Linked DNA regions of Pan troglodytes: region 1 is linked to region 2. The links are chromatin contacts, called in public capture Hi-C maps. All regions are on one chromosome and are shown on one strand. The core of a region is the stretch at or near the end of the contact, and the rest is flanking DNA. Distances in the headings are between cores, read along the strand shown. Region 1 has its middle 140 kb from the start of TTC29. Region 2 has its middle 74 kb from the start of TTC29.

Region 1 (3,716 bases), core at 1,069-3,568, 67 kb before region 2:
TCAAGTTTGTCTTGCTTTTCTTAAACTATTAAGAAAGAACAAAAAACATTATTTAGAGTGGAATCAGTTTCCAAGAAGGGAAAAAAGAAAACTGAGAATTTATTATTAAAGAAAGAAATGGAGCCAAGGTGAAAAAAAGAAAAAAAAAAAAAAAAAAGGCCTTCTCACATCTCCTGGCCAGGTGCTCCGTGCATATAAATGTTTCAAGTTAAGCTTTAAGATCAAGGGAAAGTCTGCAGGGAGCCTTGTTTCCTAGAGGTCTGCTTGCTAGAGCTGCTCCCGAATACGGGCTGCCCATTTTTATTTGGTTATTAAGGATTAAAGCAGGCGACAATTCTGGAATGGTAGTTCCTTGGTTTCCATTGACTTTGTACAAGAGAGTGAAAAGCAAGCTTCCAAGGGAGGGTTTGCATATGTATTTTGGGCTATCAGCTCGCCCCCTTCCCTGTCATCTTGTGTGTATGTTTAACATGAAATTGCCCTTCCTCTCATGAACTCACACTACAAGAAAGCTGCCTCGTTGCAACGATTGAGAATCTCTGTACCTCTCAGAAATCCTCCTGGTTTTCACAGGAATGTGGAGGGAAGATGAAAGGAATTTCACATTAGATTGCTGGTTGCTCCAGATACTGCAGGTTAGCAATTGCCCAGGTTCTCTGGGCTTTCAGCCTCTGAATACATGATCAGGAAGGCAACCCATCACTCTGTGTCCATATCTTTAAATTTTCCTTTTTTCTTGTTAGTTTTACAGCCTGCCCTCAAATCTAAAGCCCATCTGAAGTTACTTTAGTAAAGTGACTAAGTTTAGTGATAAAACAACACACACCTGAAGAGAATGCCTGATCGTCCTGGTGGGTAATTGGGTCATGATTGTCAGTTTTAGTAACAGTCGTTACAATAAAAGCAGAGATGAAGAGCTCAGCCTTCCAAAGTCACAAAATAACAGAAATAACAGTACAATTTGCTGATTTAATCTGTTTTAAAAACAGAACTGGAAACTCAGAGTTTATAAAGACTTACACCCTCTGTCATCAACATTTTTCAATCCCACAGGACCCCAGGAGGTTCAATGTATAAACTAAAAGGCTGAATATAAATAAAGTGACTTGTCCCGTGTCACATGACTGGACTAACAAATCATGGAATCTGAAATGAAAACTGTACGGTTTCACTTCAGTATTGTAATATCCAGTGCCATTATTGTGGTTTCGATGCTGCATGTTGTTCTTAATCATTGCCAGGTTTTGCAGCACGGAAGGCTGCATAACATGAATGGTGAAAGATCAACCAAAAACATGTAATTCTGGAACAGTGTCTCTTATTGTATGTTTTTTTTAATTGAAATTTTTATATGCTCAGAGCCAAATTTATTTTCTATTATAACCTCATAGTTTTATGTTCATGGCTACTCAACAGCATGGTTATTTTAAAAGCAGTAATCAATAATTATATGTCCATAGTCATTATTACCTAATATGGTAATGAACACAGTTAAAGACTATAGACTTGCAGTTTCATCCAGAGGTTACGTCTATCTTCTGTTAAAATGTGAACTTCTCTTTGATGTGGAATAATAGTTGAGAAATAAAGATGGCTGGCCATGGTGGCCCACGCCTGTAATCCCAGCACTTTGGGAAGCCGAGGTGGGCAGATCACGAAGTCAGGAGTTCGAGACCAGCCTGGCCAACATGGTGAAAACCCCGTCTCTACTAAAAATACAAAAATTAGCCGGGCCTGGTGGTATGTGCCTGTAGTCCAGCTACTTGGGAGGCTGAGGCAGGAGAATTGCTTGAACCTGGGAGGCAGAGGTTGCAGTAAGCCAAGATCACGCCACTGCACTCCAACTTGGGCAACAGAGTGAGACTTCGTCTCAAAAAAATACATAAATAAAAATAAAAATAAAAATATTTCAGTGCTTAGTAATCCTGAGACCTCTGTGCAGTATTTGCTCTCTCTCTCCCTCTCTGCTTTCAGAACGTTCCAGAATGCTGTCTTTTGATAGTCTGTAATGCAGAAGCTGTTAGAGAAGCCTCACCCTGGGAAAGTATTCTTCAGGACAGATGACATTCTATTTTATTTACCCTTTGATTGTATCTTAGGAAAAACTTATCACATTTACTGGGCACAGGAATTTGGGGATGTTGAATTTAGTGATGGTCATTTGTGAGATTTGACTCACTCTGCTGCCTCCACCAGCAGTGCCTTCATATATGGGCCTTAAAGGAGAAGAGGCATGTGGCATCACTCACTCATACAGCAAGTGTTCACCCAGTTCGTACTTCATCGGGGCAACTGAGCGGGTCCACAGCATCCAGCAGCCAACTAGAGAGAAGGAGGCAGTGGCTGCAAAGAGCATGGAGTCCACAGATAGAACAGAAGAAGCACACTGGGTGGGAAGGTGGCATTCTCATTAGTGGGGAAGGGTCTAGGATCACTGAAATCCTAGTGGAAACACTGAGTGGATGTGTCAAGTGGAGAATCAGTAATGTCTCAGTGTAACCATCACTTTAACTTAAATGAACGCAAAGACAACAAGCTAATTATTTTCTACTGAAATTCTTGTTTCCAGTGTGCATGTCAAAAATTTATGATAGTTACCATTGTTTGGGACCAGACTTTTTTTTCCTAAACATTATTATTTGTTGTTATAATTCAGCTTGGGTTTGAGTTGTTTGGGGATAAAATAAGAAAACAATATAAAGTGAATTAATCTAATGCTCAAACCAACAACATGAAAGTTACAACATGAATGATCTAAGGAAACCCAGGTTGCAAAAGCTACCAGGGCCATTAATAGGTTTCTTATTAGTTTTTTCCCCCACTCAGGAACTTCTGTGTTAGTTTATAACAGCAACTTGGATTCATAGCACTGGATGGTTTACAGAGTTCATTTCTGCACATTTTTATCTTAAGATCTTTAAACAATACTATGACTATGACCTAGAGAGTGCAGATTTTATCTCCAACATATAGAAAATAAACTGAGGCTTAGGGATACACTAAAGATAACCACTTAATGGTAGAGACTAGAACTTAACTCCAAATTCAATCTTCATTCTACTACTTTCTGCCTTCCTACTATGAATTCTAAATCAGATCTTCAAAAAATTTAAAGATGATAGCAGTCATATCCTTATATCGAGAATTTTAAACACCCAATATGTCTAGGTTAAGTACCTATTCTGGGAGATAAGTGATCTTTAAATCACCCACTCTTTCACGCAACCCCATCTCAGAACTGAGAGTGAATTCAGGAATATTTTTCCAGCCTCGGAATAGAGAATCCTTTGGGAAAATAATTTTAATGGTTATGGATCACTAGCAAATCTTGACTGGTATTTTTTTTTTAAACCAAGCCATCTGGCAGTTGTGTCTTATTTCTTCCTGCTGTCAATGGCTGGACCCACACACATTCCAACCTCACACAAGAATGCCAATGTCTGCACATTTTCACTATGAACAGGCATTTTCAGTCAAAGCAGAGAGAAATGAGGCTCTGCCTGTCTGTGGCAATAACATTAATATTACCTCTGTACAGATGCTTTTAGAAGTATGAAGTTAAATGCAGAGCCCTGGAGATGCCTAGAAGCACACATGAGATAAGCACAGCCATTCACGGAAGACCTAAGAAACTGAGCATTTGCAGGATAAACTTTTCACCATGACAAAGTACAGCAATGTTGCGTATTCCAATATGAGACTGACAGCAGGAAATA
Region 2 (3,575 bases), core at 644-3,143:
ATAGAAGACTGGATAAAGAAAATGTGGTACGTATGTACCATAGAATACTATGCAGCCATTAAAAAAGAATGAGATCATGTTCTTTGCTGGAACATGGATGGAGCTGGAGGCCATTATCCTTAGCAAACTAATGCAGGAACAGAAAACCAAATACTACATGTTCTTGCTTATAAATGGCAGCCAAGTGATGAAAACACATGGACACAAAGAGGGGAGTAATAGACATTGTGGCCTACTTGAGGGTCAAGGGTGGGAGGAGGATGAGGAGCCGAAAAAAATAGCTATTGGGAGCTAGGCTTAGTGCCTGGGTGATGAAATAATCTGTACAACAAGCTTCCATGACATGAGTTTACCTATGTAACAAACATGCACATGTACCTCTGAACCGAAAATAAAAGTTAAAAAAAAAGTATATATGTAAATTTAAAAAAATTGTAAATATTTGAAGAATATATATTCATAGCATGGATAATATGGATGTATTTGACAAGGAAAAAATGTTTTTGCAAGATTTACATAAGAAACAAAAGGAGCACTGTGGCTTGTTGGGTTCACCTCAGCCATAAATTACTTTAACATCTGGCACAATAGGCTCTGAATATACAGTTGTTGAATAAACGAAGAAATGTAGTGATCCATGAAGAGTAGAATCTGTAAAAAGTCTTTTGAGTTTTGGAGATATAAAAACAGAAATAGACTGGTCACAGTGGCTCATACCTGTAATCTCAGCACTTTGGGAGGCGGAGGCATGAGTATCTCTTGATCCCAGCAGTTTGAGGCCAGCCTGAGCAATATGGTAAAAAATCTCTACCAAAAAAAAAAAAATACAAAAATTACCCAGGTGCTGTGGTGCATGCCTGTAGTCCCAGCTACTCAGGAGGCTGAGCTGGAAGGATGGTTTGAGCCCAGGAGGCGGAGTCTGCACTCCAGCCTCAGCAACAGAGCCAGACCCTCTTTCAAATAAATAAATAAATGAAAATAAGACCAGAAATGCTCACTTTACTTTTTCTTTTTTTCCTAAGTTTATTAGAGCCCCTCTCCATAACTTCAGTGTTCCTTCAGCTGACTCTGCCTCTTCAATGACTCTCCCACCATGGCCAGGCTAACAGTGTGTGCTTTAACAGGGATGGTGGTGACACCCCACGCTCAGTAAGTCTCTCTGGGCTCCAGTTCTCACCTATGTCCTGAATGCCCTTGCTCTGGTCAAGAATACCTGTCCTCTCTTCCACTGCTTGACTCTCAATTATATTCTTTACCCAGCTGCTACTGTGTTCCTGGTTTTAAATGTAAGTATGAGCTTTGGCCCCTTTCTTTATCACACAAACCATAATCTGTGGAGTTTTTCTGTCTCACCTTTGTGCCTTACCCAGGCCTTAGGTCTAAGACTGTGGGGTAACCACCTAAATGCAAGAGCTGTTTGAACACCGGTCTCTCAGTCTCTTTCCTACCTCTCAGGCTACAGTGGCTGGGTGTGCCAAAGATTCCTTAATGGCCAGTGTAACTGACTGATGTGTTTCTTCGGGAAGCTTCTCCATACCTCAGACAAGCGCACACCCAGAGCTTGAAATCACAGGCCTATAGACTCGACATTTTCTAGGTAGTTCACTAGAAATAAAGGAGAAGCCTAGGCTTCAGGAGAGTTCTAAAGGCCCTCTGTGTCCTGAGGCTCAGGAGTATACTCCACAGGGGTTGACCTGAGTATGGCCAATAGGACCAGGGGCTAAACATTTTAACCAGAGCATCCCCAGACTCCAGGCTGGTGCCTAGAAATGCAGTAGCAAACAGAGGTCCTGCCATCCTTTCTTCTCAGTGTGGCTATTGCTGGTATCTAGGTTTTCAGAGGGGTTTAGCCCACCTACCTGCTCTCATGCTCAGCAAGAGAAAGAGAGATAGACAGGGTCTGCCCTCCAGCCAGAAGCCTACAGCCTCCCAGCAGCAGCAGCAGCATGTATAGAGGCTCATGCGGGAAGAGAGGACCTAGGAAGCCAGATATGGGCCTTTTCCAGTCCTTCATAGAGAGCAGTGCTCCATGTGCTTCTCCCCTGCTCACAGGCGATCTGTTTCTCTCTCAGGACTGAGATGATGACGTAAGGAAGTAGTCACAAGGCAGTATGGATAGCAGGCAAGAACTGGGGTCCCGGGGCCGCACTGCCTGGATTCCAAGCCTGATTTTGCATGCATGACTTGAGACTTCAGGTAATTTGCTTAAACTCATTGTAACTCAGTTTTTTCTTTATAAATTGATATTTCATCATGCAACAACTGTTTATTGTGCTAATTATTTGGGAAGGGTATCATTTTGGGGGCTAGGATATAGCCATCAACAAACCAGATAACATTCCCTTCCACTGTGCAATGTTAAGTTCTAGAAGGATTATAAGCAATGCACAAATACATAAATTTCTTCCGGGAGATAAGAGCTGTGCAGAAAAATAAAGGATGGCAAGGGAATAAGCAGTGGGGTAGAGTATTTTCATGATCAGAACAGTGTTCACTGGGGAGATGACATTTGACCAAAGGTCAGAATGCCATGAGGAGTAAGCCATGCATATACCTGGGAAATGGTGTTTTGATTAGAGGAAACTTCAAGTGCAAACACCCTGAAGCTATAAGCATGCCTGAGATCATGACATGATCTATTAAATACAGTTGTTGTGACGTTAAGTGAGTTAGTTCATTAAAGTTGAGCCTGCTAGATAAATATTTCTTGATTAATATTAGGTATTAGTATTATCAGAATGCTTCATACTTTCTGGCCCAGCTGGTCTACTTCCACACCTGACCTGTGGCCTCGCTGATGTTGGGGGACACTGCCACCTGCTGCTTCTTGTTGGTAAACCATTGAGTGTGAGTAGCATGTTGAGAAGCTGATGTGGAGTCTGATCTTCTGCCCTTGGTGTCCCTGTATCTTGGCTTCTTCTGGCTAGATGTTCACTCAGCTCCTTAAATCCACTCTGTTTTCTGCTTCATCAGATTTCTACCATTAGTACTGCCTATGTCACCTGTCAAGTGTCAGCTTGCCTTCCAACACAGTGCCTGACATCCAGGACAATTGTCGTATAGGGAGATGTCTTTAAACACAGAAGACTGCTTTCAATACATGTTTCACTAGGGCCTGTGCTTCTGCCAAATGGCTTTCTTTGGCTTTGAGCCTAAGAAGCCATGGAGAAAAACAAAGATACCGAGTTATGGTGGAGTCTAATGAAAGAAAAATGGACCATCTCCCCCAGAGCTACCACTGCTTCAGTGCATTCACCATTTAAGGCTGGTACCTGCTCCCACAGACTCATGACTTTCTGAAACAGCTCTGTTGAATGCATTTGTAATTTGCCACTAAAAAAATTATACTTCCACGTGTTTACAACCTTGTCCATATCTGGGAAAGTGACAAGTAGAAAGTTGGCTTTCTAGTCCTTTCTGAAGGAAGGGTCTGGCTTTGGTCTGTCTGTGCATACAATGGTGCTGTTTGGTATATGCAGAAGCCTGGGTACCTACAGGATTTGCTTAGTGAATATATCTTATATGACCTTCTGGTCCATCACACTTACATAATCCCCTAACATACCATCCCATAG

What was found. Capture Hi-C pulls out chosen DNA fragments and counts their contacts.
Region 1: a contact with region 2 is called in a capture Hi-C map of stem cell-derived neural stem cells, with 5 times the contacts expected there. The contact joins two enhancer-like sites. A contact is called at or near these places in 5 of 7 Hi-C or Micro-C datasets (blood, induced pluripotent stem cells, lymphocytes and 1 more) and 1 of 1 other capture datasets (stem cell-derived neural stem cells).

The regions. Positions count from the first base shown.
Region 1 is chr3:148,869,698-148,873,413 of NHGRI_mPanTro3-v2.0_pri, reverse strand. No RefSeq gene overlaps it. Among named protein-coding and RNA genes, the nearest start is that of TTC29, 140 kb to the right of the region's middle. Within about 2 kb of position 2,318, at least 1 of the 24 cell types and tissues checked has an H3K27ac peak or open chromatin away from gene starts, as enhancers often do. A contact at or near this core is called in stem cell-derived neural stem cells, where this site is marked.
Region 2 is chr3:148,802,134-148,805,708 of NHGRI_mPanTro3-v2.0_pri, reverse strand. No RefSeq gene overlaps it. Among named protein-coding and RNA genes, the nearest start is that of TTC29, 74 kb to the right of the region's middle. Within about 2 kb of position 1,893, at least 1 of the 24 cell types and tissues checked has an H3K27ac peak or open chromatin away from gene starts, as enhancers often do. A contact at or near this core is called in stem cell-derived neural stem cells, where this site is marked.